Linked DNA regions of Sus scrofa: region 1 is linked to region 2. A link is a contact called in public promoter capture Hi-C data. All regions are on one chromosome and are shown on one strand. The core of a region is the stretch at or near the end of the contact, and the rest is flanking DNA. Distances in the headings are between cores, read along the strand shown.

Region 1 (6,693 bases), core at 3,496-5,995, 320 kb after region 2:
CCATATTGCGAGTACTGTATTTTATAGATTCCATCTTTGTGTGATAGTAAATGTGGTTAAAAAAAAAAAAGGCAGAGAAGGATTTTTCTATTACTGATTCCACAATAATTTGATTAGGAATCATTTAATGTAGATTTTAATGATACAGTGTTAACCATATTATCTTCAGGAGAATAATTTAAGAGGTAATAGGAGTTTCTGTTGTGGCTCAGCAGAGATGAACCCCAATTAGTATCCACAATTCCTGACCTGACTTAGTGGGTTAAGGATCCTGCAAGCACTGTGAGCTGTGGTGTAGGTTGGCAGCTGTAGCTCTGATTGGGCCTGTAGCCTGGGAACTTCCATATGCCACAGTTGTGGTCCTAAAAAGAAAAAAAAAAAAGGTAACAAGATTAGTGCTCAAGAACCTGGTCTTGGGAGTTCCCTTTGTGGCACAGCAAAAATGAATCCAATGAGTAACCATGAGGCTGTGGGTTTTATCCCTGGCCTTGATCAGTGGGTTGAGAATCCAGCGTTGCCATGAGTTGTGGTATAGGTTGAGGCTTGGATCCTGCATTGTTGTGGCAGTGGTGTAGGCCGGCAGCTGTAGCTCTGATTCGACCCCTAGCCTGGGATGGGAACATCCAGCCCTAAAAAGCCCCCCCTCCAAAAAAAGAAAAAAACCTGGTCTTTGGAGCCAGAATGCCTGGGTTTGAATCCCTGCGTTGTCTCTGATTTGCTTGAAATCTTAGGCAAGCAATACCCCTCTGTGCCTCAGTTTTCATACCTATAATGTGGAGATAATTGTGAGGATTAAATAAATTAATGCATGTAAATCAGGAGTTCCCATCGTGGCACAGTAGTTGATGAATCCGACTAGGAACCGGCAATTGCCTTGAGCTGTGGTGTAGGTTGCAGACATGGCTCGGATCTGGCGTTGCTGTGGCTCTGGCATAGGCTGGAGGCTACAGCTCCGATTGGACCCCTAGCCTGGGAACCTCCATATGCCACGAGAGCGGCCCAAGAAATGACAAAAAGACAAATAAATAAATAAATAAAATAATTAATTAATTAATACATGTAAATCACATGTGCCAAGAACATAGCAAATGCTCAATTATATGTCAGCAACTTTTTAATATTAGGACAGCTCTATTCAGATATTAAGTGATACCCATATTAAATTGGCATTTTGAGCAGTTCATGTTGGCCAAGCTTAGACATGTTCAAGGTCTGGTTATTCTGAAAGAGCAAACAACACCTTAAAGTTATTGGTACCTTTGATACAACCTACTTATATGAACAGATATTCTCTACGTTAGAGTTACTGAAGTCACATAGAAAATAAAGAGCCAGAACTGCAGCAAAGTCATTCTACTATTAAACTCAATATTGACAATTTAGTTTTAGCAAAACAATAGTATATGTTACATTAGATCCTTGGTTCTTAATGGGGGCAATTTTGCCCCCAAGGGACATTTGATAATGTTTGGAGATATTTTTGATTGCTACAACTCAGGGGGTACTATTGGCATCTAGTGAGTAGAGGTCATGGATGCCACCAAACATCCTAGAGTGGACAGAACAGCGCCCACAACAAAAAATTATTCAGTCCAAAAAAAAAAAGGAGTTCCATCGTGGCTCAGTGGTTAATGAATCCGACTAGGAACCATGAGATTGCGGGTGCACCCCTAGAGAAGACCAAATAAAAAAAAAACTATCCAGTCCAAAATGTCAATAGTGCCAAGGTTGAGAAGCTGCATTAGATTAATGTCAATTTAAATTTATTGGCTTGGTAGTTTCATTTACTTTGTAAAAATAACTGCTTTTTTTCTTTCTTTTTTTTTTTTTTTTTTTGTCTTTTTAGGGCTACACCTGTAGAATACGGAAGTTCCCAGGCTAGGCATTGAATCAGAACCACAGCTACTGGCCTATACCACAGCCACAGCCAAGCCAGATAGGACGTGAGTCTGTGACCTGCACTACAGCTCACAGCAACGCCAGATCCTCTACCCACTGAGCAAGGCCAGGGGTGGAACCCATGTCATCATGGATCCTAGTTGGGTTCATTACTGCTAAGCCACAATGGAAACTCCAAAATAACAGATTTTATAGTTGTTTAAGAGCAATATGCTTAAGTTTATACCTGGCTTAATGTGTTGATAAAACAATTTTTATCAACATTGCACATTCATGACAATTTCTCCCTTCATTCAAATGTGAAAAACACTGTTCTGCAAAAAGTATGAAATATTTGCTGTTTGGGGTGGTCTTTTTTTCACAAATATCTTCATACCTACTATGTGGCAGAAATTGTGCCAAGTGCTCCTGATATGAAAAAGACCACTATTTCTTTGCCCCCCTGGTCAGTCAATGTGAGAGAAAGACTATACAGCAATAAGTAATAACAATAAGTAATATGAACTGTGATGTCCTATAAGGGAAATAAACAAGTTACTGTGATAGAAAATAGGAAACAACCTAAATGTCCATCAACAGATGAATGGATTAAGAAAATGTGGTATATATACACAACAGAATACTGCTCAGCCATAAACAAGAACAACATAATGCCATTTGCAGCAACATGGATGGAACTGGAGACTCTCACACTAAGTGAAGTCAGAAAGAGAAAGGCAAATGCCATATGATATCACTTAGATATGGAATCTAATATATGGCACAAATGAATATTTCTACAGAAAAGAAACTCATGGACTTGGAGAACAGACTTGTGGCTGCCAAGGGGGTGGGGGAGGGAGTGGGATGGACTGGGAGTCTGGAGTTAATAGATGCCAACTATTGCATTTGGAATGCATAAGCAATGAGATCCTGCTGTACAGAACAGGGAACTGTATCCATGATGGAGCATGATGGAGGATAATGTGAGAAAAAGAATGTATATATATATATATATGTGTGTGACTGGGTCACTTTGCTGTATAGTAGAAATTGACAGAACACTATAAACCAACTCTAATGGAAAAAATAAAAACCGTTAAAAAAAAACAAAATAATGGCATAAGGAATATTCTTAAAGAGGTGGTCTGAGAAAATTTTTCTGAGAAGGTGAAATTCTCTCTTTAAATCTGAGAATTTAGGAAAATATCCAATTGAGACATTTTAAATAAGAAAAAAAGGCTGTTATTGTTCCCATAGTGTGTTCTCTCTTTCTACTTCAATCAAGCACACATACATGCTTCCTGAATATTCTTCTCCTATATGCCTTGTCCTAGTTTTGTAGTAAAAAATAAATAACAACAAAAGGAATCTGATTAATTTATGTTTTATAGACCAAGAGAGTAATATTCCTGCTTCTTTACAGCCTATACTACCAATTCTTATAGACACAGGCATGACTTTGTATACAGATAGATTCAAATCCTGCCTTATCAAGACTAGCCACCATAGGAAGTTACCTTACAGTCCAGCAGGTTAAGGATCCGACCTTACGGCAACTGTAAAGCAGGTGGCAACTGTGGCATGGGCTTCATCTCTAGCCCAGGAACTTCCACACGCAGCAGATGAGGTGTGTGCAGCAAAACAAACAAAAAACCCAAAAACTACAAGCCACCATAAAGTTCTCTGAGCTTCAAGTTGCTCATTTGTAAACTGGGGCTAACAATACCTAACTTGCTATGTTGTTGAGATGATTAGATAATACTACTGGAAGCATAAGTAGAAAAGAAGAGTGGTTCAGATACTGGAGCCAGACAGATCTGGGTTCAAGACCAAGTTTGCTAATTATTAACTGCCTAATACCTGACACCAGAGTTAATCTGTGAAACGGAGATAGGTGGTTGTGAAGTTAAATGAGATAATACATGTAGTACATGGCCCCTCCTTCTCATACATTCCTGGTTACATGAAGGCCTCCCTCCAAATTCTTCTGGAGAAGAAATTTCCTGGTCAAGGAGTAGAGGGAAACACCCTCATTCACTTTTTCATTCAAAATAATTGACTGAAGTCGTATTCTGTGTTAGATACTACGTATTTGGACAAATTTTCAAAACAGCTTAAAACAGAGTGCAAGTGTGAAGATGGGAGAAAGCATCTCCCTCATTTTTACATCCAGTTCCCCAGCAACTCTCATTCAGATAGTTCATCCTTAGGCTCAGCCCTGGATTCCCTCCTCTTCCCCAAGGCAGGGCCTTTCAGGAGTCTGCCCTCCTTTTCCCAGCGTAGCCCAAACCTCTCAAGGTGTTTACACCGTGGTAGGCCCCTCCGGCACAGCCCTCCAGCTACCTGCTCAAGGACACGCCCCCCCGCCCCCGCCTCAGCTCTGCAAGCCACGCCCCCTAAGGCTCCTCCCCCACGCAGTGGCTCAGGTCCACCCATTCCCTGCTCGCTAGTTCCCGCGCTCTGAGCCGGATTGTACCTGGAGGCCACCCCGCTTGTTCCACGTGAAAATGGACCCTGGGTATCCGCTCAGCGCCAAGAGCAGTTCGTGGATCATTTCCACGGCGGACCTCCGGTCCCTATATCCGTTGCACCTTTCTCCAGAGCCTCACCAGGCGACCAAGGAAACGCGTATTCCTTTCTCTACTCGCGCACAGGCCTCCTGGACGGGCGGTTCCTCCAGACTTTATCCGCTGAGAGAACTGCTGCGGAGAGCGTACGGGAAGCAGGGAAGGGATAGGCGAGCCGCGTCCCGGAAGTGCACTGTGCTCGGTTGGGCCCACTCGCTCGCTCCCGCCGGGGCTCCGCGAGAGGTGTCTAAGCAGCTGCCCTTGCGCATGCGTCTGTGGCGCCCTAGTCGCCTGCTCTCACTTCCGGTTTGGGAACTGGACTGGGAGGCTTGAGAGTCCCGGCTGGAGCCAGACCTCGAGTGGGTGAGGCTGGCCCACGGGCAGAGATGCGAGCGGATTGAGGGGTATCCCGAGTGGGAGAAGCTCCTAGGGGTGGGCCAGAGGGTGCTCTCAGGGCGCCTTAGCCCCGGTCCGAAGCCTCTGGAGGGACTCCTTACCGCTCCGAGAGTGACCTGGCCAGAAAGCGAAGACAAAGAGGCCGGAACCCCGCACCCGCCGCTCCTTGAGCTGTGCTCCGCACTCGCGAATACCGCAGCCCTCGGAGCGCTTGGCCAGCACTCGAGCTCGTCTTCAGGAGACACATGACTACTGCCCCCTCGGACTCCCTCTTTCCACCAACTCAGTGTGACTCTCCCCAAGTCCACCTGGCCCTCGCTTCAGAAGTCAAAACCAACTTCTCTCAATGCTCGAGATTTCCCGTCAGTAGTTCCCGGATATTTACTGAGCGATTACTTCTGCTGTGAGGGAAAACAAAGACCCAGTGTTGTGTACTTGATTTTTGTTTGGGGTAGAAATTGGTGGTGGTGGAGTCTGAGGGGGCGGGGCGGACGTAGAGGGTTTGGGGAAGGACGGCGGAAGTATTGGGGCAGATCAGAGGCGACCCGCTGGACAGAGGGTTTTCTATTGCCTTCCTCGGGGTGGTGACATGCCTTTAAAACCTCTCAGCTCTAGGTCTCCCTTACGGTTTGAACTCACTATGCAGCACTGGCCAGGGGAGCTCAATGGGTCAGACTTGGGGAGGGGTGGAAGAGGAGCAGTCAGTAGTTTATTCTCTGCTGCTTCCCCGGGGCTGCCCTGGAAGTCGCCCAGAAATGCAGCTTTTGAATGGTCTCTCACCTTCATGCTCAGTTTTGGCTTGCTGCCCTGAAGTTGGTGCTACCTCACATGGCCACGCAGAACTTAGGGGAAGTCAGGCCAGCTCTGGCAAGACTTTAGACATATGAGTGTATTCCTTCTGATAGTGCCATCTCTCTCTACCCTAGGAGGAAATTCTTCTTACAGAGAGAGACTCATCTGCAGGTGATTCTTCAAGGACATGGAAGATAGGTGTAAACCCTGGAACCTAGACCCTTAAATGGAGGAAAGCCGCTTTCTGCTGTGAATGATGGCCAAACCCACCCTGAGAGGGACTGGCACTAACTCTGAGACCTTCCGACAGCGCTTCAGGAGATTTCATTACCAGGAGGTAGCTGGGCCCCGGGAGGCTTTCAGCCAACTGTGGCAACTTTGCTGTCGGTGGCTAAGACCGGAGGTGCGCACCAAGGAGCAGATTGTAGAGTTGTTGGTGCTAGAGCAGTTCCTGACCATCTTACCTGGGGAGATCCAGAATTGGGTACAAAAGCAATGTCCAGAAAGTGGAGAGGAGGCAGTGGCTCTGGTGGAAGATTTAGAAAGAGAGCCTGGAAGACCTGGACATTCGGTGAGCAGGGAGAGGGAATTTAGAAATGTGTGACTGGGAAGGGGCAGGATGAAAAGCCACACTAAGGCACAGTCTCCCTTGCTGATGCTTATACTTATGGTCCTTTAACAGGTAATTTTTTCAGATAGAACTTATTGGGAGATGCTACCAATAAGCATGTGCTTGTGCTACATGTCACAATGAGTTATTCATAGTTTCATGGGTTTTTTTACTTAACAGGGAAGAAAGGGTAATTCTTTTTCAGCCTGTAGTTTGGCTTACTGCTTTGATCTAGCGTTCCTGCTGCTCTTAGCTAACAGTAATGGACTAAGAAAGACATTTGTTCACTATTAATCACCTCCCACCCCAACCTTAGCCTTGTCTCCAAAGGATGATCTCTTTTGGGGTATCAGATAATCTCCTCTGGGAATACCCCTCATTATGACCTTGCAGTGACAATTCATGGGGATTGTTTCTAGGTCACAGTCTCTATGAAGGGGCAGGAAG
Region 2 (7,432 bases), core at 3,123-5,622:
GGCATCATGTATGCCTGTGTGCTTTTTGCTTGGTACGTAAAGGTGTCAAGGGAGAGGTGTGAGAGAAGGGAGGATGGTCAGGACAGGGAGAGTCAGGAGGTTGCCTGGGATCATGGTTTATTTAAACTTCAGAGCAATGTTAAGAGTGAGGAAAGTTCCCCATGAATAAAAACAATTTCTAAGAATAGCACTTGTCAGATGATCTGTATGAGGTGAATGGGCAGCAGAAGTGACTTGAGAATTTTAAAATGTACCAACATTTTAAGGCCCTCTAAATCTGGAGGAAAAGGGACTCTGGGAGCACAATACCCTCCCTGAGAGTTTGCAAATATGTACCAGCTGGCAGTAAATGCCCTCAGGCAACCCCTCCTGCTGCATAACTAGACCAGTTTGAGAACCTTCTCTTCTTTCTCAGCAATGAGGCATCCTACCTGGCTGAGGTATTTGGGCCCTTGTGGATGGTCAAGGTTTACAGCTATGAGTTCCAGGTGAGGATGGAGAGCTCATTATCCCCAATATCCCTCCCCCATCACACATAGCCAGACACACACACATCCTATCAACCTCTACCCAGAATGCTCAGATTCTAGCTGCTATTACCTTTTATTGAGTACCCACAATGTGCTAGGCACTGTGCTAGATACTTTACATACACATACACAATCTCATTTAATTTAGTCCTCACAACAACCCTGTGAGGTAGGTTATTTGCTCCATTTTACAAATGGAGAAATCGAGGCACAGAAGGTTAAACATCTTACCAAAGTTTCCATAGCCAGTTAAATGCTGGAGCTAGAATTTGAACCCAGGTGTGCCTCCACTTTTTAATACCAGACCAATCTTTTCAGTTTCCTATACTATTACCAAGACATTATTTTAAAGTCATTCCAAAACATGCTCCCTTTTGTTTTACAGACACCCTCACTCTGCTTCTGCTGCCTGGAATCAGTGGAGCCAGAGAAAGGTGAGTGTCAAATGAAGATCCATAACAAAGTGTAGATTTCTGCAGAGTGCCAAAAAGCTCTCAAGTGCCTTCACAAAAGGGGGGTGGGGGAGAGGTGTTTCAGCAGCTCTGCTGCCAGCAGTCCTTTCCTATCTCCAGGGCAAAGAGGTGGGACTGCCAGGCCAGCTGACCAAGATACCTCTCCAGCTCTTCCAGCGCAAGCCCAGCAGCTTTCCTACAGCTATTCTGCCTTCCACTTTGTCTTCTTCCTAGCATCACTCTATGTCATGGTTACCCTCACCAACTGGTTCAGGTAGGATGGAGACGGGCCTGTGATACTTTTGAAAACCTTGCTATTTTAAGAACAATTCAAGGCTAGTCCTAAGAGTTCTTAGGAGACACACATGGGTCTACCATACTCTTCAGTGGGAGGTAGGACAGATGATTTAAAAGTCATGGCCTTAACCAGAGCTTTGGTTCCACAGCTATGAGGGAGCAGAACTGGAAAAGACGTTCACCATGGGTAGCTGGGCTACTTTCTGGGTCAAGGTTGCCTCATGCTGGGCCTGTGTACTCCTCTACCTGGGGCTGCTACTGGCACCACTTTGTTGGTCCCCCACCCAGGAACCCCAGCCCCCTCCTATTGTCAGGCAACATTGTCATGCATCAGTATCACCAGATAACAAACATCCAATCTAAGTACTTTTAACAGACTCATGTTACCTTGAAGTTGTAACCCTAGTCTTGGGTCACAGGAGCTGGCCAGCCCAACAAATACCTCAAGGACACAATGTGTAGTTACCTCCCTTTAGGCTGCAGTCAGTAGTACATCCGACTTGAAAAAAGTGGCTATACACACCCTGACCCTGAACATCTGACTCACCGGCGCTAGCATTACATCTTCACCCCAGCTCAAGAGCCTAACTCGGCAGCAAGAGCCTAACTAAGTCAGCAGCTCAGGAACCACTGCTGATCCCAGCAGACAGTGTGGCACCAGCTCTTTCCTGGCTCTCATGGTGGAGATGGGGGCAGGGAAAGACCAATGGGGACTGAAGACTTAGTTGGCTCTGCCCTTGAAGATAAAAAGGAAAATAAGTAGTTCAGCCCTGGGTACAGGGATGTAAGAAGCCCAGAACAAACCAGGACACAGGAAGAAAGGAGCAGAGACTACCCTGGGTTTTAATCCTGATGCTGAGGTCAAAGGAAATGGAAAGACAAAAACCACCCTCATTCCATGAGGAATGACAGAACAGAAGAGAATGTGAACACTTGAGAGCAGCTAGCCATGGGAAGTTAATGAGCAGCAGGATCTGGGCCAACTTTCAAGAAGGTGAGCAAACTGAGGAAGAATAAGGAAGAGGGGCATACATTTAGGTCTTGGAGCCTTCCTTCTTAGGACCTCAACCCCATCCTTAAGATGGTGTTTAAGGTCCGAGTGTGGGACTGATATCACAGAAAAGAAGTCCCTACGGTTCTGAGAGGATTTCTCTACCACGTACCCAACATATTTGTCTGTTTGTTGTAGCACAATAAAGGATTTTTGCTTTGACGTTTCACTTAATCTACATATCCACAACCTTTTGGAGTCTAAAGGTCTCCCCTTTTGGTGGGAAAGGGCAGGCAGCCATTCCTCCATCCCCAACCCCCCAAATCCCCAGTCAAACCAGGCGCTCAAGGAATTACAAAGCTACTTTTAATACTTTGGGGTGAGCCCCACAGGAATAAAAAACACTGGGAAGAGGTAACCTCCTCACCCCCAGGAGTGGCCCAGGGGGAGAGAGGCTACCTGAGGGGAAGGAAGCACAAAAGGGACCCGCTGCAGACTCAGGGCAAAGGGAATGCCATCGGTGCTGGGACCTGTGAGCACTACAGGAGAAAACGCGAGCGTGGTGGGACTGGCTCCAGGCACACAGGCGAAGGGCAAGAGGGTTGGACACGAAGCCACAAAGCTACTTGGGTTCCTCCTTCTTCTCGTTTGCCTTTTTCTGCTTCTGCTGCATGATCTCCGAGTCCCTGGGGGTAGAGATGATGGGGCACTGGGAGGTACCAGAGGGCAAAAAGGACAAGATGCAGGGGGATGAAGGGCACAAAGGATAAGATGGAAGTGGATGGGACAAAATTCAGCGTGTGGCTGCTATATTCCCACCCTAGGAGAACAAGAGGAAGAGAGCTGAGGCTCAAAAGGCAATCAGTCTCTATCTGGCTTTTGCCCAAGGGGTCAGAAGTCTGGCCACACAGGCCCAAGGCTATTCTGTGCCAAGTACCACACCCAGCAACACCAGTGAGAAAGGTTGGGAGAAGGGAGGACAAATGAACTGCAAGGAGGGCCAAAAGGACTGGGCTGTCATAACCACTACTGCATTTGAAATGTGAAGTTCCCTGCCCTTGCCCTTAAGGTCAGACCCGGGGGGCACTCACAAATCAGACCGAGAGTAAGCACCAGCCCCAGTCCGTTCCTATATGGCTGTGAGCTAACAATTTAGAAGGTGAGAGGAATAAAACCCTAGAGCAAACAATGCACTCTGCCCCTCACGACTAGTCCAGATGGTAAGCCCTGAGGTAGTTCTCTTTGCTGGTACAACCCTTGGTCTAACCCAGGTCTCACCCCACCCTCCCCTCCCCTCCCTGGGGCTACCTCTGCTTGCGGGCGGCAGCAGAAAGCCCGTCATCTCGGCGCTTTCCCTTAACCGAGTCGCTCTGCTTTTTCATATTCTTCTGGCGGGCGAGCTCGCGCTGGTTACCGCCTAAAGAAAAAAGGTAAAAGGTGAGACGCGAGAGCCTTTCTGGCCACACACCGACAACCCTGTTCCCTGACCCGGGACACCAGTAGGGTCCAATACTTCATTCCCCAGGCGTCGACACGGGACCGTTTTTCAGGGCCTAGACTGCAGATTGGGCGGGGAGGGGGGGTGCGGAAGCTGCCACGGGGCAGGTCAAACTGGGAAATCGAGGGACGACAGTCCCGAGAAGCCTGCTAGAGACAAGTTTCGAATTTCGTTGCAGCATGGGGGCCCAGACAGGTGGTGGTGGTGGTGGGTGTACGTGGTATGGATCTCTGTGGGGGATGGGCAGAGATCTGGAGTAGAGGAGCTCGGGGTCCACCACAGGGGCACAGGGCTTCTCCCCACACCACGGAAGGTCTGGGAAGGGTTTTGCCTGAAGGGGCGGTGGGGGTAAGGTTCTCAAAAAGTGGCGGTGGGCGAAGGGTCGATTTCCGGGCTGCTAGGGTGAGGGTCGCTATAGACCTCTCCCAGAGAAGGGTCTCGCTGGCGAAGCCAAAAGGAGGTCAGTGCCGAGATTTGGCAGTCTTGTGCAGGGTGAAGAGGAGAAAGGGGCAAGAGAAGGGGGATTCGGTGCTCACGGGTCATGGCGACGGCAGCGGCTCCGGCCTGCCTCCGTTGCGTCCCCTCGCTCAGAACGACGTTGGAAGCCCCGCCCCTTTCTCGCAGCGTAAAGAAGTCGTCTTTTCCTCCCCGCCCCTTCGCTCCCGGACTCCGACTCCCATTGGACAGGAGTAAACACGTGGGGCCACGGGCCACGCTTGAGCCCGGACGGCTGAGAGGCGGAGGTTCGTAGGCAGAGCGCACGGCGTGGGGCGGGGCTTCCCGAGCAAGTCGTTGGGTCGGGTGGGGAGAAAGTAGGCCGGGTCACGTGGGCAGGGTGGGGGTGGAGGGGTGCGGCTGGCGATGTGGCGCTCCCGCGGGCTTGAGCACGTGACCTGGCAGAGTGACCTCATGCGGGGAAGGTTTGGGAGACAAACTCGCCCATAGGAAACCTTGGAGGGACGGAGGGCGGGGCATCTCGGCGGCGGAAATGGTCCCCCAGGTTCTTTTCGCAAGACTCTGGGGCTAAACTCTGTGGTTAGGATTCCCCACCGCTACCGAGCCACTCATGAGGACACCTGAATTCACGTACGCTGTAAAATCACGTACAGACGCAACTTCAGAAACTCCCTTCCAACCCCATTGTTCCCCCATCCAAACTCCTCCAATATGGAAATAAGCAACCACATCCTGTAGGTCCTAAAATTTGATCCTACTCTTATCGCCACGGAAGCTTTAAATATGTTGCTTGCAAGTATTGAAGGACTCCAAAGTCACAGACTGAGAGATTGGGAAATGCACATGCTATGTCCATTTCTCCCTCTAGCTTTCTCTACTACTATCTCCACCAGCCATACCTGGCTTGTAATTGGTAGTTGAATAGGGCGGGAAGATTAGACTTCCCGCTGAATTCTCATTCCCAGCACTGCTAATCTGTCTACGACTCCCTACCTATCCTGGGGAATTCACTGGATAAAGGAGAAATGCTTAGGAAATCTCACAGGAAGGGATTGGTTGTGATTTTCTCTAGCTAATGCCCATAGCAGAACTGACTTGAGGCTAGAACTTCAAACTTGCTTCTGTCTCAACGTAGCGCTAATGGGCATGCAATAAACCACATTCAGGAAATTCTCATGATTTTTGCCATATCCAAGTAATCACTACTACTTCTTGTTAAAATTTTTCGGAAGCCCCCTAGTGGCACAGTAGTTCAAGGATCTGCCTTGGAGCTGCTGTGGCACAGGCAGGTTAGATCCCTGGCCAAGAAACTTCCACATGCCTGGGGCGTGGCCAAAAAAAAAAAAAATTATATCAGTTTTAAGTGAAGAATACAGCCCAAACTTAATATTCCTTTAGTAAATTTAAAATCAGTTACTGCTTGCCCACAAACATGAAGTAACTATAAAAATAAATACAATGCAAACTATTGCCTTTGAAATGGATAGGCAATGGGATCCTGCTGTATAGCACTGGGAACTATATCAAATCACTTATGATGGAGCATGGTAATGTGAGAAAAAGAAATGTATATGTATATGTGTGACTGGGTCACCTTGCTGTGCAGTAGAAAATTGACAGAACACTGTAAACCAGCTATAATGGAAAAAATAAAAATCACTAAAATAAATACATACATGCAATGTGGAGTTCCCATTGTGGCAACAGAAACAATCCAACTACTATCCATGAGGATGCAGGTTCATTTCCTGGCCTCGCTCAGTGGATTAAGGATCCAGCTTTGCTGTGAGCTGTGGTGTAGGTCACAGACGCAGCTCCCAGCTAAGATCCTTTGTTGCTGTGAGCTGTGGTGTAGGTCACAGACGCAGCTCCCAGCTAAGATCCTTTGTTGCTGTGGCTGTGGTGTAGGCTGGCAGCTGTAGCTCCAATATGACCCCTAACTGGGAACTTCCAAATTAAATAAATGAAAAAATAAATAGATAAATACAATGAAGATTTCCCTGGTGATGAAGGGAGTTAAGGATCCAGAGTTTTTATTGCTGTGGCTCAGGTCACTGCTGTGGTGCTAGTTCCATCCCGGCCCAGGAACTTCTCAATGCTGCAGGTGCAGCCAAAAAGAAAAGAAACAGAAAATGACATTTAAAAAAAAAAAAAACTGAATAGGAGTTCCTGTCATGGCTCAGTCATTAACGAATCCGACTAGGAACCATGAGGTTGCGGGTTTGACCCCTGGCCTCGCTCAGTGGGTTAAAGATCCGGCATTGCTGTGAGCTGTGGTGTAGGCCGGCAGCTACAGCTCCAATTGGACCCCTAGCCTGGGAACGTCCATATGCCACAAGTGAGACCCTAGAAAAGACCAAAAAAAAAAAAAATGAGTAAATGAATAAATACAATGAAAATGAAATATATTATTAAATTTCTACCAGAAGAGTGTCACTATCAAAATTACTGAGCCTGGGGCCTGTCCTCGCTCTTGCTTTTTTTTTTTTTTTTTTTTTTTTTTTTGGCTGATCCCATGGCATATGGAAATTCCCAGGCCAGGACTGAACTTGTGCCACAGCGAAAAAAAAGATTTTTTTAATAAATAAATCTTAAAAGCCGCTGCAGTGACAATGCTGTATCCTTAACTCATTGTGCCACACTGGAACTTCTGCTTTCTCTTTCTTAGAGAAATTAACAAGTGTTGGAGGGGTAATAAGGCATAAGTCTTCCAAACTGAAGCTTTCTATTGACATAATCAGAAGATTGAAAAGCATTTAATTTTCATACTTTCAATGTTGCTTAATGCTATGTCTCTATACCAATTAAAATTTTTTCTCTTAGGAGTTCCCAATGTGGTGCAGTGAGTTAAGGATCCAGTGTTGCTGCAGCTGGGGTGTGGATGGAAGCTCTGGCTCAGATCCAATCCCTGGCCCAGAAACTTCCATATGCCACAGGTGTGGGCCATAAAAGAAAAAATAAAATAAAATAAAATTACTTCTCATACCACTAGTAGCATATGTCCCACATTTGGTACATACTAAATATAATAGATTAATTACATTGCTGACACACATAACAACATACAAATTCTAACTCTGCTACTTACTGGATTTGATTTTCATTTTGGACACTCATTTTCTCCATGCTTCAATTCCTTTATATGAAAAGTGCTAATTATACCTACCCCTCAATGTTGTGGAAAAGATTAATATAGATAACTTGGTAT

What was found. Promoter capture Hi-C pulls out the DNA fragments that hold promoters and counts their contacts.
Region 1: a promoter capture Hi-C map of liver shows a contact between it and region 2, with 2.3 times the contacts expected there. The contact joins the promoter of ZSCAN29 here to the promoter of SERF2 in region 2. A contact is called at or near these places in 1 of 5 promoter capture datasets (liver), 1 of 47 Hi-C or Micro-C datasets (epiblast stem cells) and 1 of 2 datasets of contacts at active chromatin or transcription factors (alveolar macrophages).

What each region holds. Positions count from the first base shown.
Region 1 is chr1:128,079,320-128,086,012 of Sscrofa11.1, forward strand. ZSCAN29 (zinc finger and SCAN domain-containing protein 29) reads left to right here and starts at 4,746. Exons shown (of 7, transcript XM_005659684.3): 1 at 4,746-5,275; 2 at 5,771-6,207; 3 at 6,666-6,693. The coding sequence starts at 5,890. TUBGCP4 (gamma-tubulin complex component 4) reads right to left here and starts at 4,720. Exons shown (of 18, transcript XM_021096979.1): 1 at 4,358-4,720. The coding sequence starts at 4,435.
Region 2 is chr1:127,763,146-127,770,577 of Sscrofa11.1, forward strand. It overlaps SERF2 (small EDRK-rich factor 2), which reads right to left and starts at 4,373. Exons shown (of 3, transcript NM_001190206.1): 1 at 4,305-4,373; 2 at 3,579-3,687; 3 at 2,615-2,956. The coding sequence starts at 4,311. The coding sequence ends at 2,893. SERINC4 (serine incorporator 4) reads left to right here. Exons shown (of 10, transcript XM_013993067.2): 6 at 1-32; 7 at 416-488; 8 at 916-964; 9 at 1,103-1,256; 10 at 1,429-1,642. The coding sequence ends at 1,642.